Linked DNA regions of Mus musculus: all the other regions are linked to region 1. The links are chromatin contacts, called in public promoter capture Hi-C maps. All regions are on one chromosome and are shown on one strand. Each heading gives the region's core, a stretch centred on a gene start, on an enhancer-like site or on the middle of the called end of the contact. The rest is flanking DNA. Distances are from core to core; before and after follow the strand shown.

Region 1 (3,838 bases), core at 435-2,934:
AGGCTTCCAGGGGTAGGGGTAGGGGCTAATCACATGGTATCCAGAGTCAGGAAGCAGAGAAATGAACGATAGCATTCAGCTGGTTTCCTCCTTTTTATTCAGCCTGGTGAATGATGGTACTCCCACTTAGGGTGGCTCTTCCCACTGCAATCTAATCTAGAAAGCCCTTTACATTCTCAGAGGCTTGTCTCTTTGGTGGTTATAGATTTCCCCCCACTGATGGGGCATGCCTACCCTCAACGGCTTCTGGAGCCTCACTAGCCACATCAAGAATGCTGGGGTGGGGGGGGCGGTTGTTGTTGTTGTTCTTGTTTGTTTTGTTTTGTTTTGTTTTGTTTCTTCGAGACAGGGTTTCCCTGTATAGTCCTGGCTGTCCTGGAACTCTGTAAACCAGGCTGACCTCGAACTCAGAGATCCACCAGCCTCTGCCTCCCAAGTGCTGGGATTAAAGTCCTGCGCCACCACTGCCCAGCCAAGAATATTGTTCTTATTCTTAGGCTGCCTGTGCTGAGGCAGGCACACACACACACACACACACACACACACACTGTATGTCGTCCATAGATGTGAGAGCAGTCTCATCAGTGACTCCACCATACATGGAATTGTCAGCAGAAGCAACCTTCAGAGCGTCTACCATAGAAGGGCTTACTCATTGTACACAACTGGGGTGCCTGTGTCACCTCATTTCTAGAGGTCTTGCTTTATGGTGGTCATTCATCCCTCTGACCCTATGCCTACTCATTAACCCTAGGGGATAGAGCCTTTACCAAAGCAACTGTTAGCTATGAGATCTGTCCATGGAGACCAAAGTGCAGGACCTAACTTTGTTGAGCCATATGGTAAGCAGAGAGGCAAGCCACATAGCCACACCACTGGGGAGGGAGTGTGTGTGACTGTCCTTAAGTATACACTGGCAGGGTTCGAAGTCTGCACTGAACCCTCCTTTCAAAAAAAAAAAACCCTTCATCACTCCAACTATGTCACCCCAAACTCCAGCTGTAAAGGATGCAGCTGACTTCAGCACCAGCAAGACACCCAGCCCAAAGTGACAGTTGGGTCAGACTGCCACCCAGTGGGTGTCCAGCTAATTAATACTGATGTTCCTGGAGGTACCTGGGAGAGGTCATTCTGGTCAATTCTGCAGGGGGCGACAGGGGGCGGTAACAGGCCCCCCATCCTGAGCGCTCACCTGTAGCCTGCCTAACTCCCCAGTGCCCCTGGCCCACTTCGGGAGGGCTCTGGCAGATACAAACGTTTCTTCTCAGGGAGAAGTCAACCGGTCTGGGGTTGTTATCCCCGACCCCCTCAGCCTTTGGTGGCTAATCTTGGCCGCTCCGGATGGCGGCGCACCAGTAGCCCCAGTGAGACGCGGCTAGGGCCGCACCTGGTAATCCAGAGAGAACTTCACGCCCTGCTCCACCTCTTCGTGGAAGCACTGCTTGGCGTTGTCCGGCAGCTCGAAGGTGAGCTCAGCGCTCCGCAGTGGCTCGGCCCGGAGCAGGAGCAGAAGCAGCAGCTGTAGCAGCATCTGGAAGGATGAAGCGTGCGGAGCCTCGTGGACCATGATGCTCCGGGCCTAGTCCTCTCTAGGCTCCCGCGCAGCGACAGCAGGGACAGCAGGGAGAGGGGAGGGGCCCCCTGAAGAGACGTGGCGCGAGCTCAGCACAGCGGTTCCGGGTGGCGGCCACTCCGCGCGCAGCCGCACACCAGAGAGGTGGGCGGGGAACCTTTCCGCCCGCTGCGCAAGCGCATCACTGAGTTTAGGCGCTATTGTATTTGATGCGGCTCTTGGACTCGGGTACTTCTCAGTGCGTCCCTTCAACTCGGAAACCGTTGGGCTTCTAGTCTGTTTCTGACTTGCTGTCACTTAGTGTCTGCCACGTCTCCGGAGAAATCCCGGACGTAATGAACACATTCAGTAGTTAGGAGGACTCGATGGACTAGAAAGGAACCGCAGGGAAGGGAGGCGACGGATCCTCCACTCCCCCCTCCTACCTAAGGTGAAGAAGTGTTCAACAAAGTAAACCCCATGGCTACACTGGGGGAAAACAGGTTTTCTTGCACACAGACTCCCTTCTGGAAATAAAAGCATCTAAAGGATTTCAATTATGTTTTCGCATTCGGGTCACATTGAAAATTTTTTCAGAGAGAATCTGCCATCCCCTTTAACTTCTAAAAGTGTTGAAAGACAAGTTGATTTATTGTCTTATTCATGACAACTGCCCTAAGAAGGATATATATGATTTTATGTTCACCATAGTCCATAAACAAAGAGACATTACATGTTATAATATTTGCTGATACATAAACACTTACTGTCAGTAGAACATTATTAGATATGGTGAATCTTAATTTTAACAAAGAATTTCACTACTCATATATACTACCACATAGATAAAATTGGCATACACTACCACTGGCCATACTGGATCCTGTATCAAGGAGCTAATGTGCATGAAAGCAGCACCCATAATATAATTATTAATAAAATGTACTATCTCTGTGCTAGATTAGATGTGAAAGAGGTGTTGAGCTGTGTGCCTTGGGGCTCCTTCCCTGCTTGTCCTATTTAACATTGACTTATATTTCTTATTTTCAATTATGTGTATGCACATGTGTGTATATGAGTATGTATATATGAATGCAGGTCTCCAAAGAGGCCAGAGGCTTTGGATCCCCTGGAGCTAGAATTGCAGGCAGTTGTCACTCATTTGATAAGGCTTTTGGGACCCAAACTGGGGTCCTCTAGAAGTATTCTTAACCAGTGAGCCATCTCTCCTCCAACTCTTAACATTTTTAATGAAGAGTATTTGAAGATGTGAAAGTTATAATCATCTAACTGGAAAATCAAGTGAAGAAAAACAAAACAAAACAAAACAAAACAAAACTGAAGTTCCCACAAGTTAAAGATGAAGCGCTACATTTAAGTTCCAGGTGGTGGGGATGGGGGTTGGGAGGGTGGGGGAGGGAGGGGGAATCTGCAGTGGTTCAAAAGAAGAGGCCTGGTTTCACAGCTCTTTAAGTTGGAGCAGGCAGAATTGGAATCAGCATCAAACTACATATAAGACAAGAGAAAATGCCTGAGTTTTAAAAAAATAAATTATTGCCTTAGCAGACAGTGATCAGGTGGTACCTATTGTATTGTTTTAGGAGAGCTATTTTCCGTTTGGGGCACTAGTCAAAGGAATGTGATTAGGAGGAAGCCAGCATAGACATTGCCAGGAAGCTGACTCAAACAGAGAATGCCCAAGGGAAAATAAATAAATAGCAGGACTTAGCATGGAAGCTAAAAACCAATAGGAAATGAAAGCTTTAAAAGTGTGCGGGCACTAACAATGTACCAGACACACTGTCATCTCACTATTCAACTCAACATAATTTATATTAATTGAGTAACCAGCTCAACATAGTTTATATTAATTAATATTCACTAGTAGCCATGTCTTTAAAAAAAATAAGTTTGCTCCTATTTGATAAGGAGCCCGGGATGTTTAATTCAGTAGCTCTTGTCATTGTTCACTTTTTCTGTGTGTCAGCAGCTTGAGCCAGCCTCAATTTATAATCTCCATGGTTTTGTGAGTCCATGGTTTTGGACAGTTGAACGTCAGGCAGTCTTCCCTGGATTTGCCCATGATGCTACATTCATCTAGAGTCCATCTGTGCTGGGCTGTGCAAGATAACCCCACTGGCATGTCTAGGGCAGATACAGGTTACTGGCTCTAATGCCTTTTTCTCTTCCAGGCATTCTCTCACCACTAGGAGGCTACTGCGGGAAGTCATCTTGCCTGCTTCTGTGAAAGCCTGCCTGTCAGGCAGAGTCAAGTCAGACCAGGGT
Region 2 (3,838 bases), core at 774-3,273, 3.2 Mb before region 1:
GCTGCATATGTATCAAAAGATGGCCTAGTCGGCCATCACTGCAAAGAGAGGCCTATTGGACTTGCAAACTTTATATGCCCCAGTACAGGGGAACGCCAGGGCCAAAAAGGGGGAGTGGGTGTGTAGGGGATTGGGGAGGTGGGTATGGGGGACCTTTGGGATAGCATTGAAAATGTAAATGAGGAAAATACCTAATTAAAAAAAAAAGAAAAAAAGAAAAAAAAAAAGAAAAGATTTGTAAATTTAGAAGAAGAAAAAAAGAAACGGGAAAGAAATACTCATTTAAGCTACCACAGAGATGAAATATGAATCTCAAAGCCTTGTTGGATGTTCCCAGCCCTGTGAAAGCACAGGCAAGCAGGCAGATCTATGAGTTCAAGGTCAGACTGGTTACATAGTAAACCACACCAGCCATGAATACATTATTAGGCCCTGTCTTACAAAACAAAACAACAAAAACATGTTGGGAAAGGCAGATTGAAACATCAATTTCAAAACATCAGTTGGCTATGTCAGCTTGACATACGTCGGGAATTAATTAAAACCCCAACATGGAGGGCACATGGTGAGGGATTTTTTTACTTAATTGGAAGTAGGAAGACTCACTTCCTACCTTTGAGGTAGGAAGACATTCCTTTATCCGGATCTTTTGAGCTGGGAAGAGCCACCTCAAATATAAGCCACAACTTCTGTGGGAAGAGGACATGGAAGAAAGAAGCTCTTTGCTTGCTTGCCCTCCCTCTCACTGTCATTAGGAAGTGCACTGAAGACCAGCTGAGACACACAGCCTCACGGACTGAGCAAACACTGGATTTTTGGACTCAACATTCATTCATAGCCACTGTTGGACTGGCTGGACTGCAAGCTGTTAAGTCGTTCTAATAAATCCTCTTTCTATTTATAGACAGATTCATTCAATCAATTCAGTTACTCTAGAGGACCCTGACTAATACACATGTCAACACAGTTCGAGAAACAGGGATATTGTGTAGATTGGTTGAATGGGACCAGACCATGGTTCTCTTAGTAGGATAAGGGACTGAGCTGTGTTAGAAGTCAACAGTCAAAAGATCAGAGAGACAAACAGGCAGTCTAGCAAAGTAGGTTTCTCACAGAGTTTGTTTGGTACGAGGGATTAGGCAGCTGTATTTGGTAATGTGTGTATTCTTAATTACCAAACACAGTGGACAGAAATTGTGGATATTGATCTCACTCCTCCCCACCCTTCATCCCCATACTGGGGAGTATTCAAGATCTGTACAAGCTACACAAATGAATTGTACTGAGCCTAGACTCAATCCCAATCTTAAAACTGAAGAAATCCAGGTAATTCTGCCCATGTGAGAAAGGTAGGATTTGAGTTCAGTCCTCAGGCCGCATGCAAAACTGCCACTTTAGCTACTTGTCAGATTTTAGGAAAAAAGGCGAAGCTAAGGAAAAAAAAAAATACAACTGTGCTGCTCTGTAGTACATTTTCACATCTATTTGATACATTTGTCACTAAGAACTAGGCAAAACCCACGAAGAGATCACAAACCATTAAAATTGCTGACCATTAGCAAAAAGGAGCATTTTACCCCCTAAAAGTTTCTTGTTTGTGTAGTAAATATGAAATTTAAAGTTCGCAGACAGGCTGGGGAGATGGTTCAGCGGCTAAAATGCTCGCCAGGGCAACCCATCTCGCCCCGCGCACGCGCACATTGTCCCGCGCACGCGCCTACTGCCCGGCGCGCTCGCTCCCTCGGTCCCGCGCATCCGCGCTCCTGTGCCACGCACACGCGCACCAGGCTCCGGGCCGCGCGCCTGGCCCATGCACGCGGTCCCGCGCACCGGTGCTCCCTCCCTTACCCCAGGATTAGCAGCGCACTCTGCAGCCGTCTCCGCACTTCCAGGAACACGCGCGTTTCCGCCGCAGCCACCGCCATGGCCGACTCAGGGACCCACGCGGGACCGAGCCCACAGTTACTAGAACCCGGACAGGGTGGGAGCACGTGCGGCCGTAGCAGGCGGCTGGCTCCCAGGCCAAGGTAGCGCGAAGGGATCCGGCGGCGGCCGTCTGTCGGCTAGAGCGCCACCTACCGGGAAGAGAGCGCACTGCCGAGGCGCCGACCTTGCCCCAGTGGCCGCTCTAGTAGGACAGGTGCGACCCAGAGAGCAGAGCTGACCTCCACTGGAAGGATGTTGGATGGGCTTGACTATGACTACGAGCATTTCTTTCCCTGAAATGAACAGAAAGCTCAGTTTGGGCCAGGGGAAGCTCTTCTCTGGATAGTTGAGTAGGATGAGGTAGATAATGGAGCAGAAGCTGTACAGGTGGTACTTCCCATAGGTCCAGAGCCCCAAAGCCCACTTTATCGGAGTCTCCTTTATTTGAACTAGAACAGTTTATTAGCTTCCGTATGATGTATCCAAAAATATCCACAATTGATTGGCCATTACATTTCGCGCTAGATATGGTACTTCCAAGACTGAAACAGTTGCAAAAACCAGTGTAACCACTAAAAGACTGGTGGACTTGTATCTTGACTGACCATTCATGTAACTTTTGAGAAGCTAAAAGGAAATGAGTAATTTCTGATATACATTCCCACTATACTGCAGAAATAAAAGAAGTCATAACTTAATTGCTCCTACAAGATACATTTCGAAAGTTTGATGCAGTAAAAGATCTAGTGTGGTATAAACAAATATATCAGGCCATAGGATTTCAGTTGGACACCTTTTAAGAATGGAAAGCTGTTATTTAAAACATAGCTTGTATAATGGGGATTGTCTTAGTTAAGGTTGCTTTTGCTGTGATGAAGCAACAGTACCAAAGGCATTTGGGGAGGAAAGCATGTGTTCAGCTTACACTTCTATACCACTGTTCATCATTGAGGGATGTCAGGACAGGAACCCAAACAGGGCAGAAACCGAGAGGGGGAGCTGATGCAGAAGCTATGGGAGGGTGAGTTTACTGGCTTGCTCCCATGGTTTCACTGAACCTGCTTCCCCATAGAACCGAGGATCACCGACCCAGGCAGGGATAGCACCACCCAACATAGGCTAGGCCCTCCTAGGTCAATCACTATTTTAAAAAACGAGTTACAGTTAGGTCTTATGGAAGCATTTTCTCAATTGAGGTTCCCTCCTTTCAGAAGACTCTATCTTGTGTCAAGTTGACATAAAACTAGCCAGGACTGAAATCCTGTTTATTGATGTTCCATTTCATAATTTCATAGTTATAATTATCTGACATTGAACAAACTGGAAGCATTTCTAAATAGGTTTAATCCAAAGAGGATGGCGTATATCTGCAACCCCAGCATTTAGGAGACTGAGGCAGGATTGCTGAAAGTTCAAGGTCAGTTTGGGCTATGTGAGTACAGGGCCGTCTAGAGCTATGTGGCAAGACTGTCTCAAAACAAAAACTGGTCTTAAGTATACTGAAAATGTGATTTCAGATAACTTTTCTAATATCAACCTTTGAGGTGTTTTAAAGTTTATCATGTTGCTATATAAATTCCTGTTTCATTCCAACAATTTGAGATCATAAGAGGGAATAATAGCTTTAAAAAGTAAAAGCTTTGGGATGGAGGGTTGGCTTTGTGGTTAAGAGCACTTGGTTGCTGTTTCACAGGACTGGGAAGCTAGGTTTATAGCACTCATAATTGCTTGCAACTTCAGAGCATCTGACCTCTTTTTCTGGGCTCCATGCATGCACACACATACCTGTGGCACTCCCATATAAAATATAAGTAAATAATTTTTGAAAAAAAGCAAAGGTAACTACTATTTGGTGGCAACTCATTTATTTGAAGGACAATTGTTCTCTTATACTTTTAACACAGAATATTAC
Region 3 (3,838 bases), core at 764-3,263, 3.1 Mb before region 1:
AAGCCATGGCTACATAGAGAAACAGATAGAAGGGGTGAGAGGGAAGGGAGGGGAGGAGGGAAGAAAGAAGGGAAGGAAGGAGGGAGGAAGGGAGGAAGGGAGGGAGGGAGGGAGGGAGGGAGGGAGGGAGGGAGGGAGGGAGGGAGGGAAAGAATGTGTGCGCCCGCCTTTAATCCCAGCACTTGGGAGGCAGAGGCAGGCAGATTTCTGAGTTCGAGACCAGCCTGGTCTACAGAGTGAGTTCCAGGACAGCCAGGGCTATACAGAGAAACCCTGTCTCGAAAATCCAAAAAAAAAAAAAGTGTGTGGACTTCAGTTCAAGATTCTTAGACACTATAGCTTAGTCTTGTAAATAAAGACAGCACCTTGTTACCTCAGGGTTATGTGAGGCCGTAACCATGACTCCAATGGTAGATCTTGTTTGCTTTGACCGCAGGACAGCTAGCAATCCCATTCGAAACATGATATGATCGAGATGCTGGGCATTGGTCCGAAATCCAGCAGTCCCATACTGAAGAATGAGCCCCTGGGGCTTGGCATGGAGTGCCGAGCGCTTACACACAGCCTCCAGATCCATGCCTACAAGAGTAAGAAATAAAAGAAGGGAAAGCTTTCAAGTACTGCTTGGTAAACTGCCAACTCAATGTAGCACATTTGTTTCAATGGGACCCTCTCCAGAGAACCACTTTTGGGAAGGCAGGGAAGAGAAAAGGAGACCCTGGAGTTAAAATTACCCAGAAGCCCCTGCCTAAACCATACCCTCCAGGACAGACTCGGGAGAGACACCAGCCACTGTCCACTCCTATTCCACTCTGTCTTCAGGATGAACTGTCCTAAAGTAATGCCATCACACCATCATTTTATGTTACAGAAGGGTCAACTCCCGGTGTGGGCCTCGGTTAATCATATAAAGTCTGGTGTGCGGCCAGTGAAAGGCTGAGGCTGAAGGTCAGAAACCTGGAATCCGTGTGGCTCTTTTGCTGTTCCTCTCAAGCTAGAAAGAAACAGTCCCAAAAGAAAAACAATGGACAGTCATTTCCTCTGGTCTGAGACCCAACCCCACCCCCACCCCCATCAGCTAGGCCATCTCACAGAAGCCTCACCAATCTCCATAAAGACAGGCATGGCAGCCTTCTAAAGTAACATCAAAAACAACTAACATCTACCATGCTACTTCCAACCTGTCATTTAAAAACAAGTGAGTGTGGGATACCTCCAATTCATTCAACTCGGGTTTTCCACTTCGGCCAGCGGTGTATTTGCAGAGCCACAAACTGTACTTCCTGGGTCAGCTCTATCCTAGTTTGCCCAGAGAGGGGGTGCTGTCCCTCCGCTAACAGCCACACCTCCTCGCTTTATTGTCCTTCCTTGCTTCTATACACAACACTACCAGAAGTGTGGGGAAATGTTTGCTTTTCTCCGGTTAGTAAAATAGATCATTCCCAAGCTACTTTAGTTATCAAACTTTTGTCCACAAGGACGAATATAATTTTGTAAAAAAAAAAAAAAATGACCCGTTGGTAATGTATCCCTATTATTCATAGGGGCGTCAACCACTCCTACGAAATTCAGAACTCTCAAAGGAAAATCACAGTCATAGAACAACGGCATGCTTCCACCCTTTAATGCATTTGGAGTTCTCGAACTAATTTCGATTAGGTATGGCAATGTTTATTAAAAGCCCTAACAGTGTTTGCTTCTTTCATTCAAACTGCCACCCTTGGGGATGCATCCTGCTCCGAGCTACTGATTGACTCGCGGCTCCGCGCACTACAGCGCGAGGACCTCAGGCACCTGGGCCGCGCGCAGCGTTGGATAGGTAGGTCCGGCAGTCATGCCCCAGCCTCAGCTGCCGATGAACCCCCACCCACAGCGGCCCGGCATTCTCCACGCCCGCTCACCTAGATCTGGAGCAAGAACGTTCTCTCCACAGGCGAGACGCGGCCGCGCAGTGCGCACCAAACCAACTCTCTCAGACCTCGCAGACGTGGCCCAGCTTTGCTTCCGGCCCGACGCCCCGCCCACACCAATCACAGCCCGGAAGGGCCGCTGAACCCGCCCCTGCACCACCAAGCCCCGCCCCGACCAATCGCGGCGGGTTGGTGTCTGTGGCCCCGCCCTATGCGCCAAGCCCCGCCCCCCAGCCGTCCGCGCGCTGCTCGCGCCCGCGGAACTGCGGCTGCGGTTCGGAGCGGGTTCGGGGCTGCTTGGCTTGAGTGATCTGAAAGGGTGAGGCTAAGGCGGCTAAGGCGGGCCGAAGGTTAGCTCCCGGGGTGGACAGCTGCGCCTTTCAGCCTGGGCCTCAGGGTCCCGGGTCCCTAAAGAACGGGAGCGTTGACGTCCCTCCGACCACCGAGATCACCTCCCAGCCCAGCCCCTGCCAGGCGAGGTCAGCGTCATCCCCGCGGGTCTTCACCCGCTTAGCCCTAGGCGTCACTTTATTAAGTGGAAATGGCTGAGACCCCTCCTCCCAGCCCCTGGCTCTGCGGTGGCGTCCCTATGCACCTGCGCGAGATGCTGCACCCCACTGCGGTCCGGGGAGGCTGTCCTCCGAGGGGGCCTGCGGATGGGGGCTGGCGGCGGGGATGACCTAGAGCCCTCCCCTCCGCACTGCAGGCATCCTTCCTAGCTGCGCAGGCTTGAGATCCAAGTGGGATTCCCGGGCCGGTCCCTGGTTTTCCCGGGATTGAGGCTGACCAGGAATACAGGTGTTTGCAACCACCGGCCACGAAATCTGTCACCCGAGCACCTGTTGAAAGCGCAGACTCCAGAATGGCCGGCAAGGGTGGGAAGGAGAGACAAGGATTCTGGGGTTTGAGGGAGCATTTTAAAGGATGTTGTGCGTACTAGATTGGGGGGGGGGGGCTAGGAGAGAAATCTAAAGTGTATGGATGCGTGCCCGTAGCTCTCTACAAACAGCGGGACTGCCTCTTAGAAAAGGGACCTTGGGAAAATTTCCTGGACACCAGTCGTCATTTACAACCCCATTATTTCTGGGCCTTTTCCAGGTTTCCAAGCCGGCTGATTTGGAGACATGTCAGGGTCAGTAAAAGAAAGCCTTCAGCTTCAGCTGCTGGAGATGGAAATGCTGTTTTCTATGTTTCCTAATCAAGGAGAAGTAAAACTCGAAGATGTAAACGCCCTAACAAACATAAAGAGGTATCTGGAAGGCACCAGGGAGGCGCTCCCACCCAACATCGAATTTGTCATCACGCTCCAAATTGAGGAGCCCAAGGTGGGTGCTTTCATTGGTCCTAAGTGTTTCTGGGTGCCTATCGTGTTTTGCTTTTAATGTGTATGCGTGTTTCCCCCTCATGTATGTCTGTTCATCATGTGCATGCAGTGCCCCCTGGAGGCCAGAACTGCATGTGGGAACCTAGAATTGGACCCTGATCCTCTGGAAGAGCAGCCAGTGCTCTTAATGGCATAGCCCCAGGTATCCACTTGTTAACTGGAAAACCCAAAGCATGAGCTTCCTGTCCAGGTAACAAATAGACAATTTCAAATCCCAGGATGCGTTTGGAAGGAAAATGTACCAAACATGAGATGGTCCATAAATTCAGACAGACTTTAATGAAGTTAATGAGTGTTTAGGATTTCATCGGTTTTCAATGACACTGAATGTGCATAGTAACTACACATACAAAACCTAAATGTTAAATATAAACTTACCTCCTTGCTCTGGACCCTTTAGTCCTAGGAACATTAGCAGAGCAGGTACCATGTGGACTGGACATTTAGAAGAATGTTTTCGCTCTCCCCTACGAAGCCTTCAGTTGTCCTTCCCTCAGACCATTTTATCTCCTTAATTACACACTTCAGTGGAACCTTGAACTTC

Evidence for each region. Promoter capture Hi-C pulls out the DNA fragments that hold promoters and counts their contacts.
Region 2: a promoter capture Hi-C map of pre-B cells shows a contact between it and region 1. The contact joins the promoter of Ube2cbp here to the promoter of Tmed3 in region 1. A contact is called at or near these places in 1 of 39 promoter capture datasets (pre-B cells) and 1 of 484 Hi-C or Micro-C datasets (CD4 T cells).
Region 3: a promoter capture Hi-C map of erythroid cells shows a contact between it and region 1, with 15 times the contacts expected there. The contact joins the promoter of Pgm3 here to the promoter of Tmed3 in region 1.

The regions. Positions count from the first base shown.
Region 1 is chr9:89,703,359-89,707,196 of GRCm38.p6, forward strand. Tmed3 (transmembrane p24 trafficking protein 3) reads right to left here and starts at 1,685. Exons shown (of 3, transcript NM_025360.2): 1 at 1,388-1,685. The coding sequence starts at 1,567.
Region 2 is chr9:86,462,893-86,466,730 of GRCm38.p6, forward strand. Ube2cbp (ubiquitin-conjugating enzyme E2C binding protein) reads right to left here and starts at 2,024. Exons shown (of 10, transcript NM_027394.2): 1 at 1,849-2,024. The coding sequence starts at 1,925.
Region 3 is chr9:86,569,829-86,573,666 of GRCm38.p6, forward strand. It overlaps Pgm3 (phosphoglucomutase 3), which reads right to left and starts at 2,014. Exons shown (of 13, transcript NM_028352.4): 1 at 1,902-2,014; 2 at 374-579. The coding sequence starts at 577. It overlaps Rwdd2a (RWD domain containing 2A), which reads left to right and starts at 2,160. Exons shown (of 3, transcript NM_001145969.1): 1 at 2,160-2,229; 2 at 3,009-3,235. The coding sequence starts at 3,035.